3 separate regions of the Mus musculus genome follow, and all the other regions are linked to region 1. The links are chromatin contacts, called in public Hi-C maps. All regions are on one chromosome and are shown on one strand. The core of a region is the stretch at or near the end of the contact, and the rest is flanking DNA. Distances in the headings are between cores, read along the strand shown. Region 1 overlaps Nrg4 (neuregulin 4). Region 2 overlaps Tmem266 (transmembrane protein 266). Region 3 has its middle 37 kb from the start of Ube2q2.

The links. A called contact is a pair of places that touch in the nucleus more often than the background predicts.
Region 2: a contact with region 1 is called in a Hi-C map of bone marrow-derived macrophages, with 5 times the contacts expected there. The contact joins two enhancer-like sites. A contact is called at or near these places in 1 of 39 promoter capture datasets (embryonic stem cells), 4 of 15 datasets of contacts at CTCF or cohesin (CD8 T cells, embryonic stem cells, pro-B cells and 1 more), 62 of 484 Hi-C or Micro-C datasets (the AML12 cell line, B cells, the CH12 cell line and 27 more), 5 of 115 datasets of contacts at active chromatin or transcription factors (bone marrow-derived dendritic cells, bone marrow-derived macrophages, epiblast stem cells and 2 more) and 4 of 9 other capture datasets (adipose tissue, embryonic stem cells, liver and 1 more).
Region 3: a contact with region 1 is called in a Hi-C map of Th17 cells, with 2.4 times the contacts expected there. The contact joins two enhancer-like sites. A contact is called at or near these places in 3 of 39 promoter capture datasets (embryonic stem cells, pre-B cells and stem cell-derived epiblast-like cells), 1 of 15 datasets of contacts at CTCF or cohesin (embryonic stem cells), 10 of 484 Hi-C or Micro-C datasets (the G1E-ER4 cell line, Th17 cells, embryonic stem cells and 2 more), 2 of 115 datasets of contacts at active chromatin or transcription factors (both in embryonic stem cells) and 3 of 9 other capture datasets (adipose tissue, liver and pancreatic islet).

Annotation. Positions count from the first base shown.
Region 1 is chr9:55,240,378-55,243,557 of GRCm38.p6, reverse strand. It overlaps Nrg4 (neuregulin 4), which reads left to right. Exons shown (of 8, transcript NM_032002.2): 4 at 1,351-1,497. Among named protein-coding and RNA genes, the nearest start is that of Fbxo22, 33 kb to the right of the region's middle. Within about 2 kb of position 1,492, at least 53 of the 459 cell types and tissues checked have an H3K27ac peak or open chromatin away from gene starts, as enhancers often do. A contact at or near this core is called in Th17 cells and bone marrow-derived macrophages, where this site is marked.
Region 2 is chr9:55,390,982-55,394,161 of GRCm38.p6, reverse strand. The region is part of intron 3 of Tmem266 (transmembrane protein 266); the gene reads right to left. Among named protein-coding and RNA genes, the nearest start is that of Tmem266, 66 kb to the right of the region's middle. Within about 2 kb of position 1,676, at least 14 of the 459 cell types and tissues checked have an H3K27ac peak or open chromatin away from gene starts, as enhancers often do. A contact at or near this core is called in bone marrow-derived macrophages, where this site is marked.
Region 3 is chr9:55,111,003-55,114,182 of GRCm38.p6, reverse strand. No RefSeq gene overlaps it. Among named protein-coding and RNA genes, the nearest start is that of Ube2q2, 37 kb to the left of the region's middle. Within about 2 kb of position 1,447, at least 7 of the 459 cell types and tissues checked have an H3K27ac peak or open chromatin away from gene starts, as enhancers often do. A contact at or near this core is called in Th17 cells, where this site is marked.

The DNA.
Region 1 (3,180 bases), core at 243-2,742:
GTAACCTCCTGCCTGCAACAGGGTGGCATTAGGATTATAATGCTCTTTGGTCAGTTAAAGTTCACTCTCTGTGCAGAACTGTCCTTTGCACATGTAAGCTGCTAGTTCTCCTGTCTGGTTGGTTGTTAAACCAGTCATTAGCTCATATCTAGCCCTCTAGGCCTGCTGTCGTCATTAGCACAGTGTGGGAGGCAGAGAGAATAAACATCTAAAAGCTCACCAACTCTGAAAAGAGGCGAGGAGGAAAACTAGTTTTATAAAACCAACCTTTACAATTTTTTTTTGTAAAAAATAGCTTAAAGTATGTACGTGTGTGTGTACATGCTCGTTTTTATATAGCATTGTTAGTATAGATACATTGTGAATTTCCTATATAACTTCTGCTTTATAGACAAATGCTCATATTAAAAAGAAAACTTTGTTTTTATATTTTGACACTCCAGGATGGGCTGGCCTAAAACACACCATGTAGCCCAGGCTGGCCTTGAATCTGAGTCGATCTTCCTGCCTCAGTTTCCCAAGTTCTAGGACAACAGATGCGTGCCAACATTTCCAGCTAAATTAATTTTATTTTACATTCAACTGTAATATAAATGGGTGGGACTCCAAAGAGCATAATTCTTCTTAATGTGCAGTAATCCTTTGAACATGTTACCATGGAAAAACAGCTAACTGGCCATATCAAAGACTGCTTCTTGTGGTATTCTTTGCTTTTTCATGTTGTCTCTGAAGAAAAATAGAAATGCTGTTAGTGAAGTTGGCGGAAGTTTAAGAAGGCATTTTTTGAACAGTACGGAAGAGATATAATATCGAGTAACTCAGGGTTTGGAAGAAGTAGTAATTTTGAGGAAAAAGTTGTAATCATCTATACATCTATATAAGATATAATCAAATAAATTGTAGATGAAGTTGAGTTATATAGTTACCCCCTGGAAATGTAGACTTTAAGCCTTGGTGGCATATACCTGCAGTCCCAGCTACTTGAAAAGCTGAGGCAGGAGGATCACTGGAGGAGGAGGTTGAGGACACCTAGAGGAACAACATTGCAAGACACTTCTGTAAAAGTTGGCAGGCAGAGAAGTCAAACCCAGAAGACATTAGCGCTGCCGGCTTGTGGAATCTGAGTGGTACCTGATCCCTCCAGACTCTAAGCTGCTGAAGAACTCTAAGGGAAGGAGGCAAGTGTGAACTAATGCATTTGTCTGTAGCCGTGGCTCTAAGCGCACCACATCGAGCAGGTCTGCGCCTCGTTGACAATCTGAAAAGCAGAGACCTTTCCCTTCCTTCCAGCCGGAGACTGAGTCTTGTCCACATCAGTGTGTGATCTTTATCTAAACTTTTATTCTGTAGGTGCATTGAAAATTACACCGGAGCACGCTGCGAAGAGGTTTTTCTCCCAAGCTCCAGCATCCCAAGCGAAAGTAATCTGTCGGCAGCTTTCGTGGTGCTGGCGGTCCTCCTCACTCTTACCATCGCGGCGCTCTGCTTCCTGTGCAGGTAACTGAAGCGGAACTGGCCCTCAGAAAGAGGGAAGCCATGCGCAAAGCAGCGGCCTCTAAGAAACATGCTGCTCTTTGCTTCTAGTGTTTCCGCAGATACTGTTTTAAATCTGGCATTATCTCTCTAATACAATTTTGTTATAAACTAATAAGTCGCTTTGAACGCATCTTAAACAGTTTTACCTCCTTCTTTGGGTCCACCTAGCCTTGATACCTCTGAGCTAGGTGGACCCACGCTCACCACCGTGCGGTGCTTAAGTCACTTGAGGATTTGGGTGAGATGTTTCTTAGTAAGTTTTGAATATGAAAAACAAAGTGACTGTGCCATTGCTTTAGAAGCCTAAGGTGCCCGGCGGATGTCTACCTTACCATGCGCAGGGCACAACGAACATAGCAGCCAACAAGGTAGAAACACCACCTACATTTATGGACTATTTAAATCTAGAGAGACAGATAAAAAACCAAAAAGTTAAATTGGAGAATCTGGTAACTCCTAAGAGAAACAAAAGGAAAAATTACGTGTTGCAAGGCTGTATATCAAAGAGTACTTTTATTGATTCCTTTCAATTGACCTTCATGTTTTAGGGGGAAAAAGTTTTTAAAAGGGGGAATTTAGTTTAGTATTTGTATTAATAAGTATTAAATGGGCACTGGTTTCTCTCGTGTGATTGTAAAAATGGAGTTGATAGTCATCATAAACCAAGTTGGCTTGAGAAGTTAATATCCCAAGGATAGGATGTCAAGAATATCTCATAAACCCTGATTAAAATGTGGAGGGACTTTGTTCCTTTAAAAGATGTGTTGCTGCACATTTTATTTCAAAGTATCATTTAGTAGATGTTATCTCATAATTTTTGCATCTGAATGCTTCAGATACAAAGAGTTACAAGCTCATTACACCAGGCTGTGTTTCCCAGGTGATCTGCCATTCCTGCTCGCACGCCTTGTCTTACTGTGTGTGGCCCTGCTACTCAGGCAGCACCGGTTAGAGTTCAGCACTGGTCTATGTCCTTCAGTGATAGTGTGCTTGTCTAGCAGGCATGAGGTTTTGGGTTCAAGCCATCGAACTGTGATAAGAAATAGTTTATTTCTTTAGGCAGGCACTGTGATGACTACGATTGTTGTAAATGCTATAGTTAAGAACACAGACTTTAAATGGACTAGAAGCTCCATCTTAGAACCAGAGACTATCTCATAACAAACCTAAGCAGGGAAAACAAGCCGCTCCAGCTGGGTTCCCAGCCAGCAGCAACAGCTGGCCATTTGAGTGAGGCACCCTAGACATCTTGCTCGTTCGAACCTTTAGTTGGCTTGGATTATCTACTGGTCGCCTGCAATTACACAGAGGGCACCCAGGTTAGAAAAAGGAAAAAAAAAAGTTCAGCTGTCAACCAGTAAAATCGTGAGAAAGAAAATTTTAATCTACTGAGTTTAGGGTAGCATATTATGATAGTATTAAATGAGCCATCTTAGTTTGCCCTTCACTGAAAAACATTTTGGAAAAACTGAATGATCCCTCTGTGTATGTTTTCCAGTAAAATATGCTAAGAAAAAGATCAGCTTAACTAATTCTAATTTCTCATTATTTACATGAATATTGACTTGGACATTGATTTTTATCTTCTATTGATTGGGCTATTCTGTGTAGTAAGTCTTCTAACTTACAACGGCTTGAATTTGT
Region 2 (3,180 bases), core at 427-2,926, 150 kb before region 1:
AAGGGTGGGAAGGACTCGGGACCTCACCTGAGTTTTCAGGACTCCCTACCACCTGTTGTATGCAATGCTGCCTGCACAGGGCTAGAATGTATACACACACAAACACACACACACACACACACACACACACACACACATAGTCAAGGAAGAATAGGGAAGGGAGACTCCATGTATTCGGCTATGGGAAAGCCCCCATTTCTTCTGGGTAAAGACTTTCTGGTATAACCTTTGGGGGAGAAGCCACCACACCCCTGTAGATAACTCCTGTGCTCGGTACTTAAGTCCAATGAACTTGTCTCCTACAGTGAAGTCTGCTGGGATGCTGCTTCCTTCTGTAGTTAGAACCTTAGGAGAGGTCCACTCTCCCTGGGAAGGACTTTTAGCAATGGCGGGGGAGATCTCAAGGAGGAAGTGATGGTCAAGAAAGTTAAAGGCAGTGCCCATAGGTATCGGGAAGAAACACACAGACCTGCCTAGTTAGTACCAACATTCTCTTCAGGCCCAAAGGACACCAGGACATGGGCCAGGAACTGGCTTAGGGAGGAAGGGTTTCTCTTGCATGGTGGGCAGAGCTCACTAATCACCTAGCACCTGGGCAGATGCTGCTGGGGCAACCACTCCCCATGACAAGACCCATCTCCTGCCAAATCCCAAAGCATTGCAAAGCCAAGTCTACCTATCCTACTCTACTGCTGTGGCAGCTTAGCTGTGCCTGCCCAGAGCTTGGCATTCAGTCACCAGCTGCTCTCAGCCTGGGAGGAAATTCATGTTGGTCCCCGAGCTGCACAAGGAGATGGTATTTGTACCACAGCTGAGGTGAACCTCTTTTCTCCCAGTGACCCCACAGCACAGCAGTGACTTAAGAGACAAAGGAAGATACCTGCTGTAGGTAGATGACTCCAGGCAGAGAAGCCTGGAAGTGGGGGTTGGGATCAGCATCCAGGCCAGAGATTGCTGGAAAGTCCCAAGGTTTAAGCCATACCCCAGGTCCCTTATGAAGCCACCATTTCTGGGTTAGGCCCATGGTCTATAACTTCGTGAGGTGACTCCAAGGTGTGGACCATGGTTCTGCCTCTTCAGATGTGAGCACTCCTGGAGTTAGGGAAGCTAAATCGTCCCCAACACCCACTGAATTTGGGCCTGCATTTCAGGAGAACCCAGCTCAAGAGTGTTCTTGCAGGTGACAACTATTATGGAGGATGAACTGAGGGTGTATGTGGTGTGACAGAAGCTTGGGAGCAGGACAGAGAAGGTAACCAGGGCCACCAGGAAGGAGGCTTGCCTGTGCCTATGTTTTAACAAGAGAGACAGGGACGGGGCTGTACAACTCTAAAGTAACTTCCATCTGGGCTCCCTAGTGGGAATGGGAACCAGCGGTGAGGCAGAACCTGCAGGTTCCTGCCTGGCCCCAGGTTTAGAATTGGATCACTCCTTGTGAAATGCAAGTGACTCAGACATTCCAAGGAGAGTGTGTGTTCCCTCTCCGCGGAAAGGTATACTCCAAGAAGACGGTGTTTCCCGTTTTTATAACCCGGTTTGCGTGGTTAATAAAAGAACTGACTGGGCTGAAGCCCGGACACAGACTGGAAAATAACTTCTTTCAGGCAGCCTCAGCCCATCAAAGTCCCGGAGTGGTGTTATTCCTGAAGTTGCCACCAGAGGGCAGACGTGCCCCTATTTCCCAACATGTGCTACAAAAGCCAGGGGCAGCTCTGGGGAGGGCTTGGGCTGCCCAAATAGAGAATACCAACAGATGGGCCTGCTGGCAGGTGGTATTCCAGAGAAGTTCCGGCACCCCTCATGAGGCCTCAGAGGAGTCCGGGGGTGGAAAGCAGGTGAGCGCCGGTGCGGCTTCTGTTTTATATTCTTAGTTGTTTGGGGTAACAGTTTGAGAGAATAAATTCTAGAATATGAAAATGGAGTTTGGCAAATCCCCAAAGGCTCTTTTATGGGAGGTCAGGCCATAGGAGTGGCCTGGAAGGCAGGCAGGCAAGATCAGGTCAGGTAGTGGTCCCAAGCTTGACAAAGAAACAGCCTCATCTTAAAGGTGAAGTATGGACCAATCAGGGCCGGGCTTGCGTTGCTCCTTCAGGGCCAAGCCTCTTTCTCCCTACAACCCACTATGCACTCAGAGGAAACGTTGTCCTCCTGGTGTGAGCCTGTGGGGATGGTGGGGACTCTCCAGTTATCCTAAAAGGGTTCTTCACAGGCAATGAAGGTGGTTTCTCTAGTGTCCGGGACAGAAGACCTCGTTAGTTGCACATTTGGATTGTTGTCCATTAAGTTCCCAAAGAAAAGATCTGAGGGGAGGTCGGAATGAGTCTAGAAGTCTAGAGGTAGGGGCGACGGAGATGAAGATGAAGCCTGGAGCACCAGGCGTTTGCCCCCTGTCTGGCCTGCAGGGGGCTTCTCCCCCCCCCCCCCCCCGTGGCTCAGAAGATTCCTCGGAGCAAAGCTCTCCAATAATTGACAAAAACAATAACCATTTGCCACACACACCCCCCCCCCCCACGCCATAGACATAAAACTACAACTCTGCATTTAAGGTTTCAAGAGATGCAGAGACTCCTTGGCCCTCATGGAGACCCCCTGCCTAGCTTCTTAAACTTACTCTTAAGGGTCATTGTGCTTGTTAGTAGTTTTGTTAACCTAACCCAAGCTGGGGCCACCTTGAGAAAATGCCTCCATTATCCTGGCCTGTAGGCAAGTTTGGAGGGGCATCTTCTTGATTAACGAATGGCAGCCCACTATGGGTAGTGCTACCCCTGGACAGATGGTTCTGCCTTTAATCCTAGCCCTTGGGAGGCAGAAGCAGGTGTCTCTCTGCTAGATCAAGGCCAGCCTGGTCTACAGAGCTAGTTCTAGGACAGCCAGGGGTACACTGAGAAACCTTGCCTCCAAAACAAAACAAAACCAAACAAAAAAGCAGGCTGAGTGAGTTAAGAACAAGCCAGTTGGTGGCATTTCTCTGTGGCCCTGTTTCAGTTCCTGCCTCTATGTCCCTTCCTTGAGCTCCTGCTACAGCTTGTCTCGATTATGGACTCCAAACTGTAAGGTGTGATAAGCACTCTCCTCCCCACGCTGCTTTTGGTCACGGTGATCATAATAGCACTGGAAAACAAACTGGGACAGTCATGTGACTGAATGCCCCCTGAGATTCCCAGTAAACCTCTCTTTCCA
Region 3 (3,180 bases), core at 198-2,697, 130 kb after region 1:
ACTGAAAAAACCTTGTTTTGGCATGGCTCCCTAGCATGCACCTTTACTCCAGAGCTAAATGAAGTCAACTCTAGGTCAAGAGGCAGATCAAGCAACCAGCTGACAGGGAGTGAATGTAAATAAACAGAGGGTCTTTGAGATGAAGGGGATTTAAGAGAGTGTGGAGAAGAAGAGAGAGCCTTTTCCTTCTGGGACATCGGTAGAGTAGGAGGGCAAGCTATGTGCTTTCTCTGCCTCTCTGAGCTAGCAGGCTTTCTCCACAGAGTCTGCCTTCATTTGGTAAAACCGAATGGCTGGGGTTTGTGTTTTTATAAAACAATAGTGGCAGAGGAGAGAACTGGCCCCTCCTGTACATCGTACTCTGACCTCCACACACACTGTCCTGTGACCTCCACACTCTGACCTCTGACCTCCATACACACTGTCCTGTGACCTCCACACATACTGCTCTCTGACCTCCACACTCTGACCTCTGACCTCCACACTCACCTCCTCACACAAAACAAGTAAGTTAAAAACGTGACCAAAAGAGAGCTTTTCTAGCATATAGAAGACCCTGGGTTCAACCTGTGACTGCTACCCCCAATCCCCATTCCCAGTATAGCAAAAAGAAGATTTTCGGCTCAAATAGTCTCAAATGATGAATGATCTTTTTGCTGTGATATTTAACTCAGTTTGCCAGCATTTTTATTGAAAATGTTTGCATCCATGTCTGTCAAGAAGATCAGCTTATAATTTTCTTTTCTATGTGGTACTGAAACAGAGTTATTATCAACTCAAAAAAAAAAAGTGACCAAAAAGGCTACAGGAGTTAAGCTGAACTTCAACAAAGTGATACAAAGACCTACAGGGCAGCTAAGAGTAAAATTGTTTATTTCTAGATTTTCCCTCAATGCATTTGTGCACTTGCACACAGACCAAGGTGCCATGCATTGGCTAGTACCATTCATGTGCAGCTTGCTCGGGCTGCTGGTCTGCATGGTGGTGTGTGATAATGGAAGCTCTAACTAGCTTCAGCTGTCCACAGCTCAATTTCCATGCAGTCAGGACGGGACCATCAGCTCCTTCTGGGCATGATTTGTGTGCATGTGTGTGCGTGCATGTGGCATACATGTGCAGTCTGGGCATGATTTTTGTGTGTGCACACGCATGTGGTGAACATGTACATATGTAAGAGCCTGCAAGTATGTGTATGGAGGCCAGAGGATGCCACTGTGTGTCCTGCTCTACCGTGTCCTGTATTTTTCCCTGATACTCCAGTGTGCCTCCTATCTCTGAACATGCTAGTACCAGGTTACAATGCTTGGCTTTTCTCTCTGTGGTTGCTGGGATCTGAACTCAAGGTCTCAGGTTCATATGAGTGCTTTTACCCTCTGAGGCATAGCCCCAGCTCAACTTCTAGGTATTATTTGAATTAAACTTCCTGTTTGTGTTGGGTGAGGGGAAACAATCCTCAGATGAGTCTTGTGGCACTCAGAAGGATCGTCTTTGACTAGAGGCTGGTACAGTTCCACCAGGGAGAGCACCCTCCATTAGAAGCAGGAAGCTGGTCAGTTTCAGCCTGTCCTTTAGGAAGGGGCCTTAGTTTGATCAGTTTTCATGAAGGAAAGCAGCTGGCACAACGACTTGTCTACTGAGAGAATTAGCAAGGGACATTGGGCACAGCCTTTCCCACTTGTGCCCCTCCAGGTGCCCAAGCTTGAGAGTAGGTGTTTTGGGGCATGGCCTGAGAAGGGTGTGCATGTCAGGGCTGCTCAGGCTGGGCTGCTGCCCTCAGGAACTCTGGGGAAGCTCGCAGTGAATCCCATTTGGCTCTGAGCCTCTGGAAATACACCTCTAGCTTCTGAGTATATAACTGAAAATGTCTGGCTTGAAGACCCAGAGTCTAGGAAAAGAGCAATTGATCAAATCTACTCAAAATACCACTAAAGCTCCCTGTGATGGGGAAGTTCTTGATGGCAGAGCCACACCCATGGAGGTGACTGGTGTGGGTCTCTACTGCTCCAAGCCGGCAGCACGGGAATATACAGTGTCTCCCTAAGACAAACCTTTTCCTGTTACCTCCAGGCCCCGGTCCCAGTCCCTCCCAGAGCTCTGTCTTGTGAATTAGTACAGGCAAAACATATCTGTCTTAGCTGGGCAGTGGTAGTGCACGCCTTTAATCCCAGCACTCGGGAGGCAGAGGCAGGCGGATCTCCGAGTTCAAGCAGACTTCTGAGTTCGAGGCTAGCCTGGTCAACAGAGTGAGATCCAGGACAGCCAGGGCTACACAGAGAAACCCTGTCTCAAAACAAAACAAAACAAAACAAATCTATCTTAAGGGGGGGCCCTACATGGGCATTTAGACTGAAATTCACACCATTGCCAGGGAATTAGAAAGACAAGTGAGATTTCAAGAGCAAAGACATTCTTGTCACCTTCTCCCCTCCCATCCTCTCCTGGTAACCTAACTTGGGAGAAATGGGAATTTGAGATGATTCTCACTAAGGTGTAAATGACTCCTGCAATGTAACAGTTATTATCAAGGCATAAATCTAAGAGCCGCTTGGGAGACAGGTTTCCAGGCCGGGTAAATGTTAGTAAGGATATAAAAACCTTGCAAACCAGTCATTTTGTAAACAACATTTCCAGACACGGCCAGCCAGTAGTCTGCTGTCTGCACCACCCAAGAACCTTGAGGCCCCTGAGATCTGTTCTGACAAATTTTATCAAAAATTATCATAGTCTGGGGTCATTTAGTGACTATAGGAGATTTTCTAAATTAATAATTCCACGTCAAAGAAAAGACCTTGTCTTTATTCACAACTCAGCCTCACATGGGCCAATAATAGATTTGTATGGGGCTTTTGTTTTTGTAATTTTGAAATACTGCTCAAATCAGAGTAGTTTCACAAAAACTCCCCGTTCGAGCTGGTGAGATGGCTCAGTGGGTAAGAGCACCCGACTGCTCTTCCGAAGGTCTGAAGTTCAAATCCCAGCAACCACATGGTGGCTCACAACCACCCGTAATGAGATCTGATGCCCTCTTCTGGTGTATCTGAAGACAGCTACAGTGTACTTACATATAATAAATAAATAAATCTAAAAAAAAAAAAAAAAAAAAAAAAAAAAACTCCCCGTTCAGATTCCAGAGAGAGAGAGAGAGGTTAGTAGGCCACTCTGCTCTCCTCAGCTTGCTGG